Linked DNA regions of Mus musculus: region 1 is linked to region 2. Evidence: chromatin contacts called from public Hi-C data. All regions are on one chromosome and are shown on one strand. The core of a region is the stretch at or near the end of the contact, and the rest is flanking DNA. Distances in the headings are between cores, read along the strand shown. Region 1 has its middle 7.6 kb from the start of Gm25979. Region 2 holds the start of Fbxo30 (F-box protein 30).

What was found. A called contact is a pair of places that touch in the nucleus more often than the background predicts.
Region 1: a contact with region 2 is called in a Hi-C map of the G1E-ER4 cell line, with 2.3 times the contacts expected there. The contact joins the enhancer-like site here to the promoter of Fbxo30 in region 2. A contact is called at or near these places in 1 of 15 datasets of contacts at CTCF or cohesin (the G1E-ER4 cell line), 4 of 484 Hi-C or Micro-C datasets (the G1E-ER4 cell line, erythroblasts, macrophages and 1 more), 3 of 115 datasets of contacts at active chromatin or transcription factors (bone marrow-derived macrophages, embryonic stem cells and epiblast stem cells) and 2 of 9 other capture datasets (adipose tissue and pancreatic islet).

Annotation. Positions count from the first base shown.
Region 1 is chr10:11,319,957-11,326,171 of GRCm38.p6, reverse strand. No RefSeq gene overlaps it. Among named protein-coding and RNA genes, the nearest start is that of Gm25979, 7.6 kb to the left of the region's middle. Within about 2 kb of position 2,466, at least 28 of the 459 cell types and tissues checked have an H3K27ac peak or open chromatin away from gene starts, as enhancers often do. A contact at or near this core is called in the G1E-ER4 cell line and erythroblasts, where this site is marked.
Region 2 is chr10:11,277,179-11,283,147 of GRCm38.p6, reverse strand. Fbxo30 (F-box protein 30) reads right to left here and starts at 1,818. Exons shown (of 3, transcript NM_027968.3): 1 at 1,648-1,818.

The DNA.
Region 1 (6,215 bases), core at 1,217-3,716, 42 kb before region 2:
CAATCACACAGGGTCTTTATTTAAAGACCAGCCAGGAGCCAATTCCGGTGTAATCAATCACACAGGGTCTTTATTTACAAACTTGACTTAGGCCTGCTCTCTACCGACCCACAGGACGGCTTGGTAAAGGAGCTCTGAACTCTCATCAGGACGAGGTTTTATGGGAAATGGCAAGCAAGGGTTGTTTCTAGCCTGGCAAGCATCTAACTGGGGGCTACTGTAGCCTTTAACATAACTGGCTGAGCTGGGAGCCAAACCATAAACTTCATTTCTGTTTTCCTCCTGATTGATGGTTGTTAGGAAGCGAAGTGTCAGGAGCAGGCTTGTCACCTAGAGCTACAGATTTCTTAGAGAATAACCTGGAAACTGGTACTAGACTCAAGTTTTGTTGGGGGGCTGGGGAGGTTAACCTGGAAACTGGTGCTACCTGCAGGTCTTGTTGGTGGGGTAACCTGGAAACTTGCTAGATACCAACCTGTTAGTTAACTCAAGTTCAACCTTAGGTCAGGTTCTCAACGGTGGAGTCTGAACCCAAGATCTGGTCTCTCACAGGACTAACACACACTCCATGATCTCCTAAAGTTACCAAACGTATTAGGTGCTAAGTAAATGAAATGGCTTTTAGAAAGTAAATACCTTTGTAGGGCAAATATGTTTTCTTATTAGAAAATATGATTTATTCTCCCTCTGAGAATATGGTTAATTTATTTCAAAATGTTTAACTATCAGATAACTGTTCATGAATTCTAACATAGCTACATCAACATCAACTCTGACACAATCACTTCAGGGCCACTAACACACCTGAATCTAACAGCCTCACAGTTTAATTAATTTTACATGTTTGAGGTGTGGTGGCAAATGATTCTATAAATGTGACTAGAAATGTTTCCACAAAATATGTAAATACACAATTTCATTTCAACACATCAGTGCCTTTAATAGTCAATTTAATGTACTTAGTTAGTATTATGGCTAGACGTTCAAAGAAAGAACTTAGACTACAGGTTACAAGAGGCAGACTCCTGAGTTCCTGTTGTAGTTGCCAATTCCTCTCTTCTCTAATCAACTCTGCAGTGGCTACCTGCCCCAATTTTCTGGGTTACAGAATGACAGAATGAAACACACACACACACACCCCACATAGCCTTATATTTTAATATGCCTTAGACAGCTTACTTCTTAAGCTCCACGAAGCTAGCACACTCCCCTCCAATATTCCTGAGTTATTACTTACTACATACAATCTCCATTCCATCTTTGCTGCCCCAGCTCCAGCCCTGCAGCCCTCCTCAGCTCTCTCGTTATTGATGCTCTCTCCTCAGCTCTCTCGTTATTGATGCTCTCTCCTCTGCGCCTCTCAGGCTTGCCCTTTACTGCTGTCATGGCAAGGCAGCTCTCCCTTCCTGCCTTTTCTTGAGTCCCTTGCCCAGGAATCCTAAAGTTCCCTCGACGCTTTGTCTCCCTGCCCAGCCATTGGCCTCTGGCAACTTTATTTACCAATCAAAACTAACTGGGGGGCAGGGTCCCTCAGCCCCTACATGCAGATGTGAAGGTTCCTGTGTAATTTGGGGGACGTGATTAACATAAGTAGCATTAGACCAAATCCACAATGCCTTCCAGCCGCACTGTCTGCTATATTAGGAAACAGACTCACATGAAAGTTTATTATTTGTTTTCATCTGTTAACTGAGTTTCCTAAAACTGAAGGATTAACAGAGATACAGTCCCCTCAACATTAATGCTTTTCCTCCTTAACTGAAGGACTGCAGGATAACATCAAGAGTTCAATTCAAGAGACACCTAACAGTCACATGCATAACATAGTAACATGCATAGCCTATTAGTAAGAAGAGTAATTTCTTCAAGAACATAAGCCTCCTGAGGATGCAGCTCAGCTGGACCGCCGTTACCTACTGCATATATCTGGCTTCCGTACCCCACACCACAGAAACTGCACACTGTTATGAATTCCTGTAATTCCAGAACTAGAGGAAGTTCAGGGATATCCATGGTGGCACATACTGAACTCAAGGCCCACCTGAGTTACATAAGAGCCTGTATCAAAAGTTGGAAGGGGGGAAGGAAAGAAGGAGGGAGGCACAGAGGGAAGAAGAGAGGGAAATAGGAAAGGAGGAAGAGAGGAAGGAAGGAAATAAGAGAGAGACAGACCTAGTATTTTGTTTCCATGGACAATATAGACACAGAGTGCTTTGTGTAGAGTATTTTCTGCTACTCTTTGGAGGCAACAGTTCCATATTTAAATAGCATTTTAAGCCCCGCTCTTTTTAAGAAGACATTCTAAGAAGTAGTATTTGTGCTGAGGTAGTACTATAGGTTTTGAGACTGCCTTCTTTCCAACTCACACCCACCTAAAACAGGAAGTGCACATTTAGCTGCAGCTCGAGCCATATGCTCAGCAGGGAGTTTCCTCACTCATGTGTTGGTTTATCTTTTAGGCACACAGCCTCCCTGGAGCCTAGTAGTCAGTGGGTAGTAGTAGATCAGCTCAGTTACATTATCACATCCTATAAGCCATGCCTGCATCTTTTAGCTCATATCTCACTGGAGAAGGCAGAGGAACAGTAGAGCTCTATATAAAACAGAGGCAGCATCACAGGCAGACCTTTCAAAGAGCCAAAGTAGGTTCTATTGGGTCTAAGAGTGGTGATGGTGCCCCAGCAACCCTAACTGCTGAAAGGCTGGCAGCCTCTGGTCTCTTCTCTGCCCTTCTGCCACAAAGTGTAACTCAGTTCTTATCTCCTTCACCTTCCATTGCTCTTTCTGTGCCCAACTTTTTATTGAGGGTCACTCAACCAAAGTCATGGAAAATACGCATCTGACTGCCTTTCCTGCTATAATCCAATGCAGTTACCACTGACAGAACCCTCCAGCCATACTCCCTCATAGGCCAAGCCACACTTCCTCAAAGAACACTAGTGACTACATGCACGGCCTACCCAAACTGATCTGCATCTCATTAGGATGCGTGGAGACAAATTGAGACTTACTTTACAATTAATTGATCTATACCTTTCAGAAATTCAATACCATGACAGACAAAGGCCAAAGGAGTCTTCCAACATAAAGGGGAAAAAGGCTTGACAAAAATGAAGTTCATGACCCTAAATTGGACCCTGAACCAGGGGAAAAAGAAGGGTGGACTAAAGGACATTCCTGGACCTACTAGCAAAAGTGAAAAAGGACTATTGATTATTGTATTTATGACCAGTTTCTTAATTTTAATGATTATATATCATTCATGCAAGAGAACATAGCTTTTTACTATCAGGAAATTTTCAATGAAAAATTTAGACTAAACTCTCCTCAAATCACTTTACAATCATAAAACACTTGGTACGTAATGTTAATATAATATATAACATGGAGACAGTATAGAAATGATCAGGATGAACAGAGAGGCTAAAAGTTCGATAGACTAAAAAGACAGACCAATAGAAATTCAAGTGGCTGGGCATCAGGCCGCGAGGTCGTGCTGAACTGAAGCTCCAGGCATGGTCAAGCTTTTTCTAACCCTTCACCCCTTGCACATGTATACAGTGGTCAGGTGGCAGATGAATACAGACACTACCGCCACACTCTCGGGAGTGCCTTTCTTTATCTTATCTCATGTGGCCCAAGTGAAAGGTTTCATCTTTGTTCTGGTATATTGATAAGCTCATTAGCCTGAATTTCCTGATAAAGTTTAAATGCAAGCCGCGTGCCCATGTGTTCCCAATTTACTACAGTAAGCACACAAGGAAGTTTTCAAACAGTTCACTCTAGGCAGGTTGTGCAGAAATAAATGGTATGCAGTCATTTTTCATTCTTAAGCAAAAAATAACCAACTACTTTTTAGTGAATTTGAGTCCTCCAGGGTGAGATGCATGCAGAGAGCCAGTGTGTTATTTACAGTAACTGGAAACAGGGCAGTAACTTAGGGCATAGACGCTTAGAACTGAACAGTTAATTCCATGCAGTAGATCTGCCTATAACTTATGTCAAAAGTCTTTGTTTTGTTTTGAGCTTTTCTTTCATCTTTTCTCTAAGTTTAAAATTGAAATGAAAAGAGAGAACAAAAATTATATTGAGCATTTACAATGGTGGGGGTCAGGATTAAAGTATGGCTCAGTTATGTATAATCGACCAGAGACAGAGAGAGAGGTGGGGGGCAGCACAATTATATAAATAAGTCCTTGCCAAATTTTTAAACTGGGACTTGGTGGCACAGATTTGTATACTCCCAGCTACTCAGGAGGCTGAGGCAGGAGGATCATCAAGACCAGTTCTAAGCTATAGAGTGAGTTCAAGGCTAGCCTGAGCAACTTAACTAGGCCCATTTCAAAATAGAAGCATTTTCAAGGCTAAAGACGAATCTCAGTGCTAGGGCATTTGCCTAGTTTGAGCAGAGCCATAGATTCAATCCCTAATACCACCTAAAAATGATTTTTTTATTCAAATCCGATGAATGAGATTCATACATGTGAAAATTTTAGCAAATAAACAGAAGAAAAATACAAAGAAGCTCATTCCAAGGCTTCATATCAATTCTAAACATGGGGCATGCACAGAGCACTAACAGTAGTTATGTGTTTGATAACACTAATTGTATTGGTTTCCCAGGGTTTCTATAATTAATGCAAATGAGAGACACATTCTCTAACAGTTCCAGAGGCCAGAAGTCAGTACTCCAGGCAGAGCTGTGCTCCCAGAAAACCCCCAGGGGCAGGCCTCCCTTGCTGCTTACTGACTTTGGGTGGAACCAGCAAACGTCATGCTCCCTGTCTTGTTGTTTTGAGTCATTGCAGTCTCTGCCTCCTTTGTCACCTGGGATTCTTCCTTCTGCATTTTTGTCTTTTTATCTCAAAATCTCCTTTTCCTTCTCATAAAATTGCTAGCCATTGATGTGGGCCCATCTAATCTAGCATGACTGCATCTTAATTTGATTCCATCTGCAAAAACTCCAAAAACTTGCAGAATTCCAAATAAGGTCACATTTACCAACACTAAGGGTTGGGATCTGAACATATCTATTTAGGGACACAAATCAACTCACTACAGAATGTATAAGTCAGAGATTATTCTTAAAAAGAGACATTCTGTTTCATTGTTTGGGTAAACTACTAACAAATCAGGCACAAAACCCTAATCCTAACCCTACCTCTAACCCTGAGTTCCAATTACTATAAATTAAGTCTCAGTGATTATCCTATGTTAAACCAAAGTCCTGATAAAGGATTGTGACCCTGAGAACTAGGACAGGAACATCACAATTTCTGGACCTTAAAATTTTTTAATGTAATTTTCCCTATGTGTATGAGTGTTGGTCTACATGTATGTCTTTGTACCACCTGCATGCATGTGTTCACAAAGCTCAGAAGAGAATGTCAGAATCCCTGGCTTGAGAGTGCCAGACAGTTGTGATCCGATACCCAAGTGCTAGGAATAAAGTCCAGGTCCTCTGGCAGAGTAGCCAGTGCTCTTAGCCATTGAGCTGTCTCTCTAGCTCCTGGCCCTAAAAACTGCAACCCAGGCTGTCTGGCTGTCCTGAGCTGCATATGTGCTTGACTCTCCAGTAGACATTTCCTGCTTGGGATGAAAGAGTAATTCAGAATGGTGAGCACAAGACTTGCTTTCAGATTTGTGTAATACTAACCCCTTCTTACTGACATACTGTAATTAGGCAAGATAAATAGCTTTCCATCATGAATATTGCTTGGCATGTATAACCTATAAAATCCATAATAGGCCTTTAATTCCAGTACTCAGGAGGCTGAGCCAGGTAGCTCTCTTAGTGTGTGAGGCCACCCTGGTCTACATTGTGAGTTCTAAGACAGCCAAGGCTACACAGAGAGATGCCATCCCAAAGCAACAACAATCATTAATTTAAGACCCTAGCAGAGGACAATCATCTGTCACAATGACAAAAGCATTGCTTCCTTACCCCGTTTCCAAACCTAAGTCAGTTCTCAAACTACCTCCCATTAGTTGAAAGAGAAGTCAGAGATCCTTCAGGAAGAATTGTTACATTGCTTGTAACTAGTAGATTTTTTCCACCATCTTTCATCAAAGGGATGTGTGTGTGTGTGTATGTGTGTGTGTTCATTTACTCCAGTAATTCTATAAGGAAAGGAATACATCCATCTATATCTTTAAAACCTTATCCCTATTTCTCATGGTTTATACAGCAGTTACTAGGATTATGCCCAATTATA
Region 2 (5,969 bases), core at 569-3,068:
CTATTTTGTTTAAAAAAAAAAAAAAACCCACATTTTGAGGGAGGTGTATTCAGACTAACATTTTCCTATTCATATAGGAACTACTTCAAGCTGACCCTCTTCTATCCCATCGTAACTAATATGAAATGTAATATTTATTCAGCCTTTTAAACTTACAATTCTTATCACTGAATACATAAATGCAAAAATATTCTCCAGGAAAATGCCCAGCAAGAGTAATTCCTTTTATTAAATAAACAGCAGTTTTAAAATCTTATTTAGAAGATTATCCAAGCGTTAGATTTTAGAAACATGCTATATCAAACAGTAAACACATTAACTAAAGCCTGTTTGTCTGCCCTTAAAGCACCTCTCAAGCCATATGGGAAGTGTTAGCAATTATTTTATGCAATATTACTTTTAAAAGAATATTTTATTTAAGTATTTTATATTTTAAGACAAAAAATAAACAAAAAACCCTTTAAACCTAAATCTAAACATTCAGAAATATTAGAGTTCCAGTTTTCTTATATCATTCATAAAACACCTACTATTTCTAGAATCACACACACACACACACAAAAGCTTATGTCCCTATGTTAAGTATCGGGTATAAACTGGTGATCTAAGAAGTTAGCAAAACATGTTGTCCTCAACTAAACTACTACAGCAAGAAACAGTGACTAAGCATAAAGAAGAGTGATTCAACGAAACTGTATGCTTTAGAAAAATCAAACAGGGATACTTCATGGTATCCTTTGTCTCTTTGTCAGTCAACACAGGATTGTTTGGGAAAACTAACATAAAAGCGTGCAGAGCGTGTTAATGTAACTTACTTTGCCTGAAATTTAGCAGGGAACAAATAAAAAAAAGAACCTCAGAAACTTTTTGAGACTTCGTTTTAAAAACGTTAACCCTCTTTGATACCAGAATGCCCGTAAATAACTTCATCTTGGATCACAGTCAACAAAGCAATCATGGAAGAAAAGGTCAATTCCTTCCCAAGCATCTATTTTATCCGGGATTTACCACGGGACTCAAAGAAGGGAGAGGGGAGCAGGAGAAACGCGGCAAACACAGGCCTCCGTCGAGGTTAAAATGTAATCCCCGAGTGACTTTGAATCCGCCGTGCGTTCCCTGTCCTGCTTCCAATCTGGGACTCCACGAGCTGGAACCCAGGAACTTGGGGGGGGGGGGGGTGATCCCTAAGTCTCGCTTTAACCAGGGCCACAGCTAAGCCTCCGCGCCTCTCACTTCCATGAATGGAAAAGTTACCAACTTCGCTTATCCCGCGGAGACACTTGGAGATGCCTCGCCGTCCTTTAACCCGTTTGCGCCCAAACTCCTCAAGTCCCTACGAGGCAGAGGGTGCGAGCCACGCATTCCGGGGTCCCCCGGGGCTCCTCTGCGCTCAGTGGGGGTGGGGGCGGAGGTGGGGGTCTCACCCGGTTCCGCGTCCCCGGGGGTCGGGGCGCCATTTGCCGGGAGCCTCAAGGGCAGGCCACACGGGCGGCCGGGCGCGACCCGGACGGGGCCAGCCGGACGGAAGCCTCTGAACTGCGCCGACTCCACCGGCCCCGCCGCCCCCGGGGCCCGCGCCGTCCGGGCCGCTGCCCGCCCGCCCGCCCGCGTCCCCGCGCCAGCCTCCCGCGGCCTCGCCACACTCACCAGCCCGCGCGGGCCGAAGCGCCGCTCAAACCCTGGCTTCTCTGGCCTTAGCGCCCGGCGGCTCCGCAGCGTCCCCGCACCGGACCGGACCACGCACGGGGCCCGTCCCGTCCCAATCCTCTGCGCCTCCGCCCTGCCCGGACCGCCGCCTTTTCTCCTCGGCCTCCAACCGCCACCGCCCTCCTCGCGCGCCCCGCCCCGCCCCGCTGCGCCCCGCCCCCCGGCCCGGCAGCGGGTGAGCGGGCACGCGCACGCACAGCGGGCGAGGATGCGCACGCTGTCCTGTGCCGGTCAGGCCGAGCGCAGAGAACCCACGGGGCAGCCTCTCCCTTGGTGCTCCCTGCCGGGTCCGCCTTTCGCGCCTTTGCTTTTTGTTTGTTTTTGGAAGGACTCTCCGAGCCCCTGTGGCACTGTGGAGGACGCAGGCCCAGGAGCGCGACCCGTCCTCCTAGCGCGCACTCGCAGGAAATAGGTCAGCCCCCGTTGTCGGTGGTAACTGCCACCACCTCACGTGCCCGAGCCCTGTGACTCGGTGACCGCTCTGCTCTGTGACCCGTTTCCCCTTGTAAGGGCTCTGCTGCTCGTCAGCCCGCGGCGGGCGGCTTCGGTGGGGCGAGCCACGCGGCCTCCAGAGGGCGCGGCGCGGCTTCTGGGAAACGTCTTAGGGCCGGAGCTTTCCCGTGGCCATCCAGGGCTACACACCCCGCGTGTAGGCGTCCCCGTTACTACCGCCAGGCCCGGGCGTGAGGCTGAGGGACGGTGATGTCACCGACGCCCACCCCGTCTGGAGGCCTCCTGCCAACTCCCACCTCAAAGCCACCGTGAAGGAGCCTTGGCCCTGGCTGGCGGAGGGGCGGAGGTGAGAAAACCCCCTTGGGTGGCCGTTCTGGTGACTGCAGTTTTACTCCCCAGCTGTTGGAAACGGTGGCTCACGAGAGTCACCGTCCTTCACCTTAAAAACCAGCACTTTCATACAACTACACAAAACCCTGGGGAGCTTAAGACTGAGCACACTGTAAAGGTCAGGGGTTTGGTTTGGTTTAATGAAGACATTCAGATTTTTGAAATATTTAGTGCTTATATGTGGGGTGCTTAGGACGCTGTATTTTTTTTTTTTTTTTTTTTTTTTTTTTTTTTTGCCTGCTTTGGCTGTAGGAGGTAGGCGCTTTTCGGTCAGCCCAGAGCGTGAGACCCAAAGGGGCCAGGTAAGAAAAGTGAAGCAGACAGATGAAATGGTGGGAGAGTTGCTTGTGCATGACAGGTGGTCGCGATTGAGTCACACATCCTTCCATTACATCCCCTTCCGCAAAATAAGGGGACTGCGGCAGGGAATCCCAAAGGCTCTCTACAGCTTCAACATTCCCATACTGATTGATTGTACTTTGGGGCTTTCTGCCTCTCTAAATCACCTAGTTGACACTAGGTCATCTCCCACCTCAAGCTGAGTAGGAGTCAGGGCAAACAGAAGCCTCTGCTCTTCCATAAGTGGCAACCAGAGACTACCAGGAATCAAAGGTCTTCAAAGATGTCCTCGGAAGTATATGTGGACTTTGGGCTAGACTTGTGGAACAAAACTACCATTTATGTGGCTTAGCCACCCAGAAAGCAACAGGTACTTTGGCAATTTAAAATAAACAAATAAGCAGTAGCAGGTTTGACCTGTCTGCTCTCTTTAAAGAGAGGAGCACAACCCCCCTACCACGTTCTTAAATTAGTCTTGCATCGGCTTAGGAAGAATACGTACCCTATTTTTTTTCTAGAGGTCAATTTCATGGTGGGATGCTATAAAAACTATGGGACGGGAAGGTTGGTAAAGTTTTTGCTGAGCAAGCAAGAGAACCTGAGTTCCATCCCCAGCAGCTATGTAAAAAGCCAGGTGGAGTGGTGGTTATGAGTGCTTCCCAGGGCCCTTTCTCAAAAAGTAGGTTAGATGGTTCCTGAGGAATGGACCTAGGGTTGGTCCTTGGCTTCACATACATACACAAAACTAGCTAAAATAAGACCACAGTCATAAAGCCTGCAGGCAAGACTGAACTATAAGAGATAGGAGTTTTCAGAGAAAATTGAATTGGCTAAACAAATCCTGACAAATTGTTTTTCCATTTATTCAGTGTCAAGGCTAATAGCACCTTTAATTTGAAAAGGTTTTCTTGCCCAGTTAGACCACCAGCCTGTATTTGGAAAGCCTGAGGCTAAAGCAATGGAAAAGTCAAGAGTAAAATTTAAGTCATGTGCTAATTAAGGAAAGCACCTTTGGCTAGAGACAAGTGTGAGTGGGTAAAGGCAGATTTGCGGCTGTGAAGCCATGAGAGAATAGGCATTACTAACCGGGATAGTAATACTAACTGGGATTAGTATTAGATATTAATACCCAGCATCTAATATTCACCAGGTATAATTATGTTTCTAATACACATTCATTTGAAGTACAAAAAATATAATTGCAATTTACAAGAAGCCTCCCAAGGACAAACTTTATAGCCTCAAGTCAACCTTCGTAGTTTTAAATAAGTAATCAAAGCAATTTGAATCCTGTGGAAAATAGAAGATCCAGGTTTTGTCTATATGAACCACAGACCTCTTAAACCATATTCTAAAGAAGAATATGTATATATCAGTGATCCATGTTTTTAGTTAATAAGATTAAACTTATCTGTACAGTATCTAGCATACAGAATATGTATGCACTCAATAAATGAATGATTTTACCCTGCCCCACTCCCAAGCTCAGCCTGCAAAGTGTTGCATTTCAGGTGACTAGCGTTTGGTGGTACTCAAGTCTGGGGGTGAGGAAATAAACAGGTAGACTCAGGTGGAGTTGATAGTTATTCTTTCATCTGTCTAAAACTGTGTAACTGTATAGTAACTGTGCTTGGTAAGGAGGTCGAAAATTTTTCATGCAGAAACAAATTAATATACATTAAACAGGAGAAACCAAATTTAACAGCCCATAAATGAACTCGATTCCATTTTTATCCTTTCTGTACTCTGCTGGAGTGGTAGCAAAGAAAATGCCATAGTGTAACAAGTAGACTCGGAGGAAACTGTTGGCATCAGAAGAGCATACTATGTTGTTCTAGTTGTTCTATGTTGTTCTGTTGCACATGGCAGTAGAGGAAATAGTAGCTCCATATCTTCTGTTTTGTTGTGGTGGTTTTTTTTTTTTCTTATTAAAGCTTCTGAAATTCAGCTAGTTACATGAACACCATCTGATGTTTTTGAATTTTCAGAAACCCCATGTGTGCATGGCTGGGGCTGAGAGGGAATCAAGCACCACAACAAAGCTACATCTTTTTAGTGAGTCATGCAAAAGATGATAAAATAGAAGTTGGTACTTAATTCTAGGAATAGCATGGTTCTTAAACTGTTAGAGTATTGCTTTCCTCTAAAATGGATTTCTGTGCTGAACGGCTAACTTGTTAATTAGCCCTCAGTCCCTTGGGATATTCCCTTCAGTATGACAGACTCTAAGCCTGCTGTGACCCATGACTCCTAGTAGCCACATTAAGGATGAAACATGTAGCCTTGCCTTCCCATTCATACAGAGAAATACTATAAACAACACATGGTTCCATTTCTTCTCTCCCTTGATGAAGTCATACATCTTTTTTTCTTTGAAAAATAAAACATGCTGAGACCTCTGCACTAGGATAAGTTCAGCTTCTCTCCATGCAGCAACAGAGGGAAAGTCCTAGGCATTGCTCTGGGGCTCTGAAGCATGAGCAGGGCTAGGCGTCTGCAAGACCTTTCCAGCCTCAGCCTCCTGCTCTAGGAATCACAGGCACACTGAGCCAGGAAAGCTCTATTTGGACCACAAAGCAGGTTCCTGTTGCCCACTGTCTGAGTCTGATCTCTGCTTTTGAGTTCTGATATGGACATTGTTCTTTTTCTTTTCTGTTTTCATGAGAAAACAAGATCTTCTCCAAAAGAGTCATGAACTCATCTGGATAAGTAATTAAATAGCTCCAATATTTAGAAGGTGTCTTAGAGTTTTAGAACAGACACCATGACTAAGACAACTCTTATAAAGGACAACATTTAATTGGGGCAGGCTTACAAATTCAGAAATTTAGTCCATTATCATCAAGGCAAGAGTATGGCAGCCTCTAAGTGTGGAGGAGCTAAGAGTTCTACATCTTGTTCTGAAGTCAGAATACTGGCATCCAGGAAGCTAGGAGGAGAGTCTCAAAGCCCACTTTCACAGTGACACACTTCCTCTTATAAGGCAACACCTACTTCAACAAGCTACACCTCCATGGTGCTACTCCCTGGCCCAAACATACTCAAGTCATTACAGAAGCCCTGAGAAGGAGCCATACTGA